Regions from separate parts of the Mus musculus genome. Here region 2 is linked to region 1. The links are chromatin contacts, called in public Micro-C maps. All regions are on one chromosome and are shown on one strand. Each heading gives the region's core, a stretch centred on a gene start, on an enhancer-like site or on the middle of the called end of the contact. The rest is flanking DNA. Distances are from core to core; before and after follow the strand shown.

Region 1 (5,710 bases), core at 2,035-4,534:
GTTGAAGAGGGCAGTAACTGTGGTTTGTGTGGAGTTCAGATTCTGAGTAGATCCAAGTATCAGGGGAAACAGAGAGCGCTCCTAGGACTTGGTCCAGCACGTGGGAACGAGCAGGGCGATCCTGGAGACGGGGAACGGAAGCTAAGAGGGAGCATGGCCCCCAGACAGTGGAGATACAAAGCCCCCAAATCTTCAAGGTGTCGGGAAGTGAGAGGAGAGAGATCCAGTTAGTGATGTCTGCTTGTAACTGATGAGGGAGGTAATGTCAGCCAGCCTGGCTGTCTTGCTCAAAAGGAAAAAGGAAAAAAGAAAAAAAGAAAAGGCAAAGTTTAATTATTGTTTCTGACAACAACAACAACAATAGATATTAAACTAGGCGTGGCTCGAACTTTTAATCCCAGCACCCAGGAAGAAAAGGCTGAGTCCCAGCTAGTCTAGTCTACATAGACAGTTCCAGGTCAGTACCAGGTCAGCCAGGGCAACATCCTTATGTCCTAGCATATAGGGTCGGGAGTGGTAATCTCCCACGGATATCTGGTTCGGTTATTTGCATCTCTTTTTTTCAAAGCACGGGAGGTTAATTAATAAACTTGAAGTCATCCTTTAAGCTGCTGATATCGCTGGCTCAGGCTTCCTTAGGAAGGCCGTTGAACATATCTTAAACATTCCCCCCGTAACGTACATCACCACGTGTGGTTCCCCCCCCCATTGATAAATTTATCTTAACAAAGGACCTATGATGCTGCTTAAGTCGTTGTCAATAAACGTTTCCTGTTTTCTTTCTAGTTTATGAGTTTAGTGGGTCGAAGGTTTTAGAGTTTAAAAGCCATTTCATTATTAAGCGGGCCAAGTGCATTTCCAGGCTGAGAATTCTTTTGGCAGCATCAGGATTATTAAAATGAAATTATCTCATAAAAACCTTCTTCGTTTCCTTGTCCCTGGTCGGCTTTGCATGTAGATCCATTTCTCTGATTTCAGACTGCAGCTAATTGCAGATTGGTCCTTTGGGTATCTCTTGCTCTTTTGTGTTTCTTTCATCCACTCCCTATTCATATTTATTGTAAATTCTCAAAATATTTTTTTCCAGTCAAGGGGACAGCTCCCAAGAGCTGTTTTTGAGGTCACAGTGACACCTAGTGGTAATTCCTGGTACTGTTTCAAAAGACTTCGCATTATTGTCTGTTCTGCTGGTGTAGGGGGTCTGTTTAGCATCCCAGAGCCATCAGACTGGCAGAAGCTTGCTTGTAAGACCTGTTGCTACATCTAATGGAGAAAAATCGAGCTTTGAAAACTCATCACTCCAGACAAAGGGCTGAGGGGTGCCTTGGAACCTGGACGATGTACTTACCCAAAATCAGGAGCTAGGGGAGACGGGAGACCATACCCTGGGGACTCTGACCATGGTGTGTGTGTGGGGGTGTACTTGCTACTCCAGGTGACAAGTCCTCCTTAGGGCTCTGCATGCACCTGCCTTTCCCCTCAGTACTTGTCAGGCTTGATGATGGATGGTGGTTGATTCAGCTACGCACACCAGGTAGTGCGCAGACACAGTGCCCAGCGCTCATCCGCTCTTGTTGGGTGTGTCCCACAGGTCTTGGGATCCTACTTGACGTGGCTTTGGGAAACGAGAATTTGGAGATATGGACTCTGACCCAAGATAAGGAGTGTGACCTTACAGGCTACCTTCGGGGCAAGCTGCAGTACAAGAACCGGCTTCAGTACATGGTAACCTGGAGAGCGTCTGCCTCCCCGTGCTAGGGTTGCAAGCACAGGCCCAGCTCTATAGGACTATCTCTGAGACTATCTCCATTGAGAAGTAACTCATACCATACAACCCACTAACTGAGAGCGAACCCCATGGGGCTGGTGGGACGGCTCTGAGTAAAAGGCACACCTGGTACCCAGGACTGATGGCCTGAGTCCAATTCCCAGAACCCACATCAAGGCGGAAGGAGAGAACCAACTCCTGAAAGTTAATCTTTGACCTCCACATCAGTGCTGAGAGTCATGTCCACACTATTAATAATAACAATAAATAATAAGGTGTCAGATTCTAGACTCACTGATGTGTAGTATGTTCACAGGCTGTGCGAAGGTTACCTTTGTAAGTGTCAGATGAACCATATTTTTCACTTCCAAAGTACCATGTCTCCTGAAAATCCTGGGTTCCTCCCCTGGGCCTGAAACTTCAGCCCTTACAGGACTTGTGTATCTGATCTCACACCCCCCACCCCCACCTCCTTTGTCCGAGGGGAAAAGAGAGCTGTCTTTTAGCCCAGTTGTCCAGATCTGACCTCTCAGTAGAGGACCTGTCTGTTGTCAACGCTGCTAGGCTGCGTTCCTCTCTTGGGGGTCCCGTCTAAACAGTTTCTGCCTCATAGCTTATGGTTTGTTCTTGTTCCTCTTCAGAAACATTACTTCCCCATCAACTACAGGATTGCTGTGCCTTATGAGGGGGTACTCAGAGTGGCCAACATCACAAGGCTGGTGAGGACCCTTCCCGGGGTGGGGAGCCGCTGCCTGCCACAAGTCACTTAGAAGCTTGTGGGTCTTGGCAGGTTGTCCCATTGGCCTTTCCCTAGCCACTCAAGCAAAGCCTGCCACTAACCTAGGCCCAAGGTTGTCTGCTGGCAGCCGTGGGTGACTGTGATGGGTCCCAGGCAGTGGCAAATGCATGGGGGTAGGGGAGTGGTCAGTGCCCAGAGGCCTACGCTTGTGCGTCACTGATGTCTCCTGTCCCTGCAGCAGAAGGCTCACGTGAGTGAGCGAGAGCTTCGGTACCTGTGGGTCTTGGTGAGTCTCAATGCCACTGAGTCTGTGATGGATGTACTTCTCGAGGGCCACCCGTCCTGGAAGTATCTACAGGAGGTTCAGACATTGCTGGAGAACGTACAGCGGAGCCTCATGGTGAGCTGTGCGCATGCGCGTGTGGGTTTGGCCGATGCTGGCAAAGGGCTAAGAAGGGAGAGTTCTGCCATGCGCTGAGCATGTGAGACACACGAGGGATGGGGACAGAGAGGATTTGGGACCTTGTTTCAAGCTTACCTGAGCGCCCCTCTTAAAAAAATTTTTTTTATTATTGTTGTTTTTAATTTTATAACCCATTGAGTCCAATTACTTCTGCCCACTGTTCACTACCCACGCTGGCTAGACCTTGTACAGGTGTTGTGAGGTAACCAGTGTACTCATGGGTGCACCGGGCATGCCATCTTCATAAGACAGCATTATTTATTTGCTTGTTTGAGAGAGTTTCATTCTGAAACCCCGCCTGGCCTGAAACTTGCTGTGTAGAACAGGCTTTGCCTCTTGTGTCCTGAGTCTTAGACAAGCCAGGGAATCCTCTAATTTCATATTTGTATCTGAAAAAATGAGGCTCCTCTAGAAAGGGGAGAAGGAAGAAGGCAGAAGATAGTGAAATTTTTTTGTTCTTTAAAGACACAGAAATATTGTAAGAATGTGTCTGCATTTTAATCCCAGGTGTGGGATATGGGGCTGCTTCAGATTGTCCACAGCAGCTGACTCTGATTTGCCTCGTGCTCTAGCAGAGGCATGGTTTTGTCAGCTGCAGATAGTTTCTGCGAGTGTGTGATGTTTGGATGGATGGATAGATAGATAGAAGGGGTTGTTTTGGACAGCTGGTGGTTAGATGTCGTTTGTTACACAGTTTGTTGAGATGAGAAGAAGAAATTAGATATTCTGATGGTGGGTGAAGATCAAACATGCCCCAAGAACTTGACACCCCTAATCAGCAGGAAGTAGTCTAATGATAACATCGCCCCCTTTCCCCTCTATGCTTTTTTCTCTACTATTTAGTGTTAGGGGGTGGAGAAGGGTGGAAGAAAAAAAGAACCCACAAAGTAGCCAAAGGTTCAGTTACAAGGTGGACTGACAGGAACTTTCAGAGTATTGAAACTGTTCTGTGTAACTCGGTGACAGTGGACACTCTGCTTTTATCAAAAGCCCGTGGAGCGTGGAGGGCGAGCCATAATGACTATGACTTGAGTTTAGAACAAGCATGGGAAGGAAAGGAGATAGTGTGTGGCATGACTGTAACCCAGCACTCTGGAGGCTTGAGGTGGGGGAGATGTTAGGTTCAAGGCCAATCTGGGTTACATAGTGGGAGCCTGTCTCAGAAGCAGCCCTCGAAGCCATCTGATCATCCAACCGAAAACCTCCCGAGTTGTAACCTGACAGACATGTCCCTACCTCCTCAGGCCGTTGGTGTACACCTGCCGGGACACGTACTTGTGACCCTGCTCAGCCAGCTGCCTGGCCTCCCCAGCCCATGGGCCAGATCATTTGACACCAGCTGGGAGCTTCTGATGATGAAAGGTTTGGGACAGGCGACTGTTTTTGCAGCTGTCTGGAACTTCTCCTGGGATGGTTCTCCCAGTTCCTGCTAAGAGGGTCGCACGGATTTGCCCTTTTGTGCTTGTGAGCAAGATGGGTGTCCTGGGCAAGCTGGCTTGGCTTGAGGAAGAGACCTTTTCTGCCTTTGTTTTACCCATCGAACAGACACCGAGAAGCTAATGTGTGTGAGGTTGGGCAGGAGAGTGTGAGGCCTCCGCCCTCTGATTCTGGTCCTGGGCTCTCTGACTGAGGCACTGTACATAGCGATGGTTATATTACTCAGATGTAGTTGGGTCTGGTCCCTTTTCCTTCCCCTCCTGGCTGCTGAAAGCTTAGCCAGTATACTGGGTACTCCCTCTACCACTGAGATATACCCCAACTCTGCAGCCAGATTTTTTTTTTTAATGTGTATGAGTACACACTGTAGCTGTCTTCAGACACACCAGAAGAGGACATTGGCTCCCATTATTGATGGTTGTGAGTCACCATGTGTTTGCTGGGAATTGAATTCAGGACCTCGGGAAAAGCAGTCAGTGCTCTTAACCACTGAGCCATCTCTCCAGCGGCCCCACCCCCCCAACCTTGAGCTCACAGAGATCTGTCTGTCTCTGCCTCCTGAGTGCTGGGATTAAAGGTAGGCCCCATCACCACCTGGCTTGCAGCAGCCTTTAATCTTCCTGCTTCCTTACTGTTAGTGGTCTGTGACGGTAGCTTTGAAGATGGATTCCACTTATGATAGTGTGACCTCAGAGGCCAGGCCCTGTTTTTTTTTTTCCAACAGTATAACCTTGAACAAGCTGTTTCACTCCTGAGCTTTTAGGTCATCACTTGTAGCCTACATCTCTTTTTAAAAATTTTTTTTTATTTTTATTTTTTGGTTTTTCGAGACAGGGTTTCTTTGTATAGCCCTGGCTGTCCTGGAACTCACTTTGTAGACCAGGCTGGCCTCGAACTCAGAAATCCACCTGCCTCTGCCTCCCAAGTGCTGGGATTAAAGGCGTGCGCCACCATGCCCGGCTGTAAGCCTACATCGTATCCAGCTGTAAAACAAGGATTCAATGAATTTATCCTATCTCCTCTATCTATCGGAAGACATCCGGCTTCTGGCCTCTGCGTTATTCTAGTCTCACATCCTCACCCCAACTTGCCTCCATTGTTTTCTTAAGAAACTGGGCCTGGGACGATGGCTCAGTGGTCAAGAGCACTTGCTGCTCTTGCAGAGGATGCCCATGTCAGCTGGTTTACAACTGAAGCTTCAGGAAATCCAGCAGCCTCTATTGGCCGCCATGGGCACTCACATGTACACGGCACACACATGGCACACACACACACACACGGCACACACACATGTACACACATG
Region 2 (5,710 bases), core at 986-3,485, 210 kb before region 1:
CTCTTCGCACTTGCAGGCCGTCCTGGTCCAACTCCTTAGCCAGGGGAAAAGAGCCTGACTCAAGGCCAGAAAGAAAACCAGTGATCTTCATGGGCGTCAGGGCTACAAAAACCCAAGACCTTCTGCGGAGCGTCTGGCCTGCTGCCTCCCATCAGAGGGGCTGGTCCCCTACTCTGTGCTGTGGGGTCGTCTGGAGCTGGGAACAGCTGCTGCTCAGCAAGGTGCCAGACTCTAAGCCATGTGGATCAGGAGAGCTTACGTGGTCCTCATTGGGACTCCAGACTCCTTCCTGGGACTGTTGGCCTTGGCAGGGCAACTGCCCTGCCCACCCCTGCTTCTAGGGTGAGGCTGTTCTGCCCTTGGCTCCTGTTGGCAGTGATCCCCTGGCAGGCTCTTCCTCACCTGTCAGGCACCGGGCGGCCACAGCCTGACCCTGAAATTCAGAGAGGAGAAAGAATATGCTGTTAGACAATAGAACCTGAACATAACATATGTACACATGCATTCTCTCTCTCTCTCTCTCTCTCTCTCTCTCTCTCTCTCTCTCTCTCACACACACACACACACACACACACACACACACAGCCCCCACCCATGGTCTGAGGACAGAGCCAGCAGTAAAAGAGATGCCCATCAACAAAAGCGTAGACAAAAGAAAAGGCTCTCTCCTCAAACAGTCCATGGATAGCATCATTTTGCCTAACTCCCAGCCTCAGAGGACTGCACCTTCATTAATTAGCCTGAGAATAAACAAGGAATAAGTTAATTTCCCCTGGGTCCGATGGCAAGGGCTAACACACTCCATTTAGGAAGCCTTGTCCAGCTATGTGTAGTTAGTTACTTTCGGACAAAACTGAGGGGAAATTAGCCTAGGGAGGATTGCAAGGTCTGAGAATAATGGTTTCCCCCCACATAATGCTCTCAGGGAACTTGTAGTGCCCACGGAAAGCTGGCAGAAGTTTGTCCCTGGTCTCTCAAGTGTGGACTGCACAGATTGGTTCAGTGAACCATGAACAATCCTTCCTGCTCATATAGAGGGAAAAGATGTCAGGAGAAGAGGTATCTGGTCTCGGAACAACCACCAACCAGCCCTCTGGGCAGTTGCCTTCATCTGTGTATTAAGGACAAAATGAACCCCTAGAGTCCCATCCCGGGAGTCCCAGCAGCCTGAGGCTCCAAGCTGTCCCTAGCACACAGAGGGGAGAAGAGCCCACACTGGCCTGAGGGAAAGGAGTTTGAATCCACGCTCAGGGCATCTCCAAACCATCGCTTTAAATCCAGCCAGCTTTAAATCGCTTTAAAGCTCCGATGTGACCCCCCAGGTCTGGCAGCCCTAAACCCTCGCTCCCTTGTTGAAGGCTCCAGCCAGACATTCTAGGATTCTCTGCCGTGACAGTGGCAGACAGTCTTGGGGCAGTCAGGACAGAAGCCTGCAGCCCCAGGAGGAAACAGAAGGGCCATGAGGAGCTGGGTGGGGGCTGTTCAGTAGTGAATCCGAGGTCAGCTAAGGCTACAAGAAATCCGAGTCTTTGCCTCAAAGTAGAAACAAAAACAAAACAAAACAAAACAAAACAAAAAGCCAGCAAGATGATTCAGTGGGCAAACCACTTGTACAAGTTGAACAGCCTTCGTTCATTCCCCAGAACACACTTAAAAGAGAGAATCGTGAGTCCACCTGTGACCCCAACCCATCACCCAGACACAAACAATAATGAAAGGGGGGAGGAGCAACTAGAGAAACGGCTCAGTGGTGAATGGTACTGGATGCTTTTCTAGGAAACCCAGGTCCAGTTCCCAGCAGTCACAGGGCAGCAGTCACTGTCATCTGTAACTCCATTTCTAGAGAATTCTTTACCGGCGTCTGGCCTCCTGGGGCACCTGGCATGCACACGATATACAGATATACACGCAGACAAAACATTCATATGCATAAAATGAAAATAAATACGTCTTTTAAGAGAGAACAGGAAAGAACAAGCCCCCTGTCCCCTCAGTTTGTGATGGCTCAAATTTCTTCAGTGAAGCGAAACCCCAGAGCCATCAGGGACCAGTATTAGCACGATATAATAGGGAAGACATTATTCTAGATCAGGAAAATGATGCTTATAGATGTGAAAGCACCTGCTTAAGGCCATGACCTTATGAGTGGCAGTGAGCTTTGAGACCTGATCTCGCTCAATGCCTGAGACGAGACGGAGTGCTAGAAGAAACCTGTGAGTCACTGCAGCTGCACAAGGCTCAGGGAGGAAGTGAAAGAACGGCAGAGGTGCTGAGATAGCTCAGAAGGAACACGTTCTTCCTGCCACACCTACTGACCCAAATTCAATCCCTGGGACCCACATAGGAGAAGAAAAGAACCGACCCCCTTGCCTGGTGTGTTGGCTTAGACCTTTAATCCCAGCACTCAGGAGGCAGAGGAAGGTAGATCTTTATGAGTCGGAGGCCAGCCTGGTCTACAAAGCAAGTTCCAGGAGAGTCAGGGCTCTGTTACAAAGAGAAACCTTGCCTCACAAAACAAAACAAAACAAAACAAAACAAAAACTGGCTCCCTTAAGTTTTTCTCTGATGTCCAAAATATACATACACAAATAATTAAATAAGTACCATTTTTTTGAAGCTTCAAGCCAGGCAGGTACATGCCTATAATCCTAGCACTCGGAACATAAAGGCAAGTGAATCATTTGAGTTTAAAGCCATTGCAGTAGCTTGAGTAAGAATGGCCAACACATCATAGAGATGAATGCTTAGTCACCAGGGAGTAGCACAATTTGAAAGGATTAGAAGGTGTCTTAGTTAGGGTTTTACTGCTGTGAACAGACACCATGACCAAGGCAAGTCTTATAAAGGACAACATTTAATTGGGGCTGGCTTACAGGTTCAGAGATTCAGTCCATTATCATCCAGGTGGGAGCACAGCAGCATCTAGGTAGACATGATGCAGGCAGAGCTGAGAGTTCTACATCTTCATCTGAAGGCTGCTAGCAGAGTACTGGCTTCCAGGCAACTAGGATGTGGGTCTTAAAGCCCACATCCACAGTGACACACCTACTCCAACAAGGCCACACCTTCTAAAATGCCATTCCCTCGGCCGAGCATCTACAAACCATCACAGAAGGATTAGGAGTTGCCTTGGTGGAGACATGTGTCACTGGAGATGGACTTTGAGGTTTCAAAAGTCCATGCCATGCTCAGGGTCTCTCTCTTGGCCTGTGGGTCATGACAGAACTCTCAGTTACTACCCCGGTGCTATGCATACTGCTATGCTCCCAGCTATACTCCCCACCATGATGATAACTGACTAAACCCCTGAAACTGGAAACACCACCACCATGTTGCATGATGAGAGAGCAGCCACGAGGACATACACGGACCAGAGTGAACCAGGGAAAGACCGAATGGCAAGTAATGGGGCATTTGTCTGAGTAGTCGCAGCCTAGTCAGGTTAGAATAGATCAGAACCTGCCCAGCTATTAGTGCTTGCAGCTTGCTAATAAAAATACCAGGTCTCTGTGTCTTTATTCAGGAGCTAAGATGAGCTAGAGCGGACATAGAAATGCCCTGCAGTTATCTGGGAGCAAAAGGGGTGTAAGAACCCCCCGCACCCAAGAAATACTTTTATGTTATAGTCCCAACACTTAAGAGTCAGGATTAGAACTTCATGGTCGGGCTGGTGAGATGGCTCAGTGGGTAAGAGCACCCGACTGCTCTTCCGAAGGTCCAGAGTTCAAATCCCAGCAACCACATGGTGGCTCACAACCATCCGCAACAAGATCTGACTCCCTCTTCTGGAGTGTCTGAAGACAGCTACAGTGTACTTACATATATTAATAAAATAAATCTTAAAAAAAAAAAAAAAGAACTTCATGGTCATTCTCAACTAGACAGTAAGATGGATGGCAGCCTGGGATACATGAGACAACCTCAACAACAACAACAACAAACCCAATGCCTCTCTCACATGCCTCATCCAAGGCCCTGGAACGGACTCCAAGGAGACCCCAGTAACACTGGCTTCAATGAGCTTCTTCAAATGCTCCCCCGGGATCCTTATGCAGATTACACATTAAAGACTCTGGCTGAACAAGGCTGAAAACGGGAAGCCAACCCACTGTATCTTCCAGGTCTCCCTTTTCCCCTCTCTACGCCTAACGTGTAAGGAAATAACTTAAGCCTGCAGAGTCCTGTTCCCAGCTGTGGTGGCTTAAATAGGTATGGCCTTCATAGACTCATGTGTTCGAATGCTTGGCTCAGGGAGTGGCATTATTAGGAGGTGTGGATTTGTTGGAGTAGATAGGGTCTTGTTAGAAGAAGTGTGCCACTGTGGAGGTAGACTTCGAGGTGTGTGTGTGTGTGTGTGTGTGTGTGTGTGTGTGTGTGTGTGTGTAAAATCTCAATCTCTTCCCAGTGTAGAAGTAGTCCTGGCTGCCTTCAGATCAAGATGTAGTACTCTCGGCTTCTCCAGCACCAAGTCTGCCTGCATGCTACCATGCTTCCCACCATGTTGATAGTGGACTAAACCTCTGAAGCTCTAAGAGAGGCCCAATCAAATGTTCCTTTATATGAGTTGCCGTGGTCATTGTGTCTCTTCACACTAGCCTCTGTGATCTGAACAGAGCCATTCATGGGGCAGGTAGCCCTGGCGGGGCACTGACTCTGTAGGCTGGTGGCTGAAGGAATGAGGAGCTTCCGCTGAAGAAATGAGGGTTGCAGGAACTCCTGTGTGACCATGAAAGCGGGTGCTGGGCGGAGGCTGGTAGAGATGTCACTGCCTCCTAGGGACTCAAATCAGTGCCAGGTCACCTGATATCATTGGACTGCCTTGATAGGGACAGAATTGAATTTAAAAAAAAAAAAAGCCCCAGTTCAGCAATGTGTCTAGGGAAGAGCAGAGTGGATACGGGCATAAGGTCCTGCTGTAGAACCCCAGTGTCCGCCCCGATCCTGGGAACTTAAGCTGGGATAGTAAACAGACTGAGCAAAGGGAGCATTGGAAGGAACCAGAAGCCTCCAGACACGAACTCTCACCCCGAGGTCATCCAGTGCTGGCCCCAACTGGTCTCATTTCCAGTTGCGAATGTCTCATGCTATCTCCTGGGTATTCTAAATGAGGCCCCTCTACTTCACAGCTACCCAGTCACCCACAAAACGTCCACGAATATCCTCATATAAAATGTAAGAAATGGGGGTTTGAGGTGTGGTGGCTCATGCCTATAGTCCCAGAACTTGAAAAGCAAAGAGAGGAGAATCATGAGTTCAAGGCCACCATGGACTCCTTGGACAATATACATTTAGCCTGGACTCCATAAAGAGATAGGGCCTCGATGGGCAGTGGTGGCGCATGCCTTTAATCCCAGCACTCGGGAGGCAGAGGCAGGTGGATCTCTGACTGTGAAGCCAGGTTTGTCTACAGAGTGAGTTCCAGGACATTGCCAAAGCTATACAGAGAAACCCTGTCTCAACAAACCGAGAGAGAGACAGAGACAGAGACAGACAGAGAGAGAGAGAGAGACAGAGAGAGAGGTAGAGACAGACGGACAGACAGACAGACAGAGACAGAGACAGAGAAAGACTAAAAACAAAGAAGCCAGGTGTGATGGCACACACTTTTTATCCCAGCACATAGGAGGCAGGATCTCTCTGAGTTTGAGGCCACTGCTAGATCCTGTCTAAAAAAACGTAATCTCTAAAAACCCACTCTGTGTCTACCCTT

The links. Hi-C and Micro-C count contacts between places; a contact is called where the count stands out from the background.
Region 2: a Micro-C map of the G1E-ER4 cell line shows a contact between it and region 1. The contact joins two enhancer-like sites. A contact is called at or near these places in 3 of 39 promoter capture datasets (embryonic stem cells, liver and stem cell-derived epiblast-like cells), 18 of 484 Hi-C or Micro-C datasets (the Ba/F3 cell line, the C2C12 cell line, the G1E-ER4 cell line and 9 more), 7 of 115 datasets of contacts at active chromatin or transcription factors (double positive thymocytes, embryonic stem cells, extraembryonic endoderm stem cells and 1 more) and 3 of 9 other capture datasets (embryonic stem cells, liver and pancreatic islet).

What each region holds. Positions count from the first base shown.
Region 1 is chr8:110,745,440-110,751,149 of GRCm38.p6, reverse strand. It overlaps Il34 (interleukin 34), which reads left to right. Exons shown (of 7, transcript NM_001135100.2): 3 at 1,592-1,725; 4 at 2,410-2,487; 5 at 2,746-2,907. Among named protein-coding and RNA genes, the nearest start is that of Gm15894, 7.4 kb to the left of the region's middle. Within about 2 kb of position 3,284, at least 5 of the 459 cell types and tissues checked have an H3K27ac peak or open chromatin away from gene starts, as enhancers often do. A contact at or near this core is called in the G1E-ER4 cell line and muscle stem cells, where this site is marked.
Region 2 is chr8:110,951,481-110,957,190 of GRCm38.p6, reverse strand. It overlaps St3gal2 (ST3 beta-galactoside alpha-2,3-sialyltransferase 2), which reads right to left. Exons shown (of 7, transcript NM_009179.3): 2 at 1-433. Among named protein-coding and RNA genes, the nearest start is that of Gm39251, 5.3 kb to the right of the region's middle. Within about 2 kb of position 2,235, at least 52 of the 459 cell types and tissues checked have an H3K27ac peak or open chromatin away from gene starts, as enhancers often do. A contact at or near this core is called in the G1E-ER4 cell line and muscle stem cells, where this site is marked.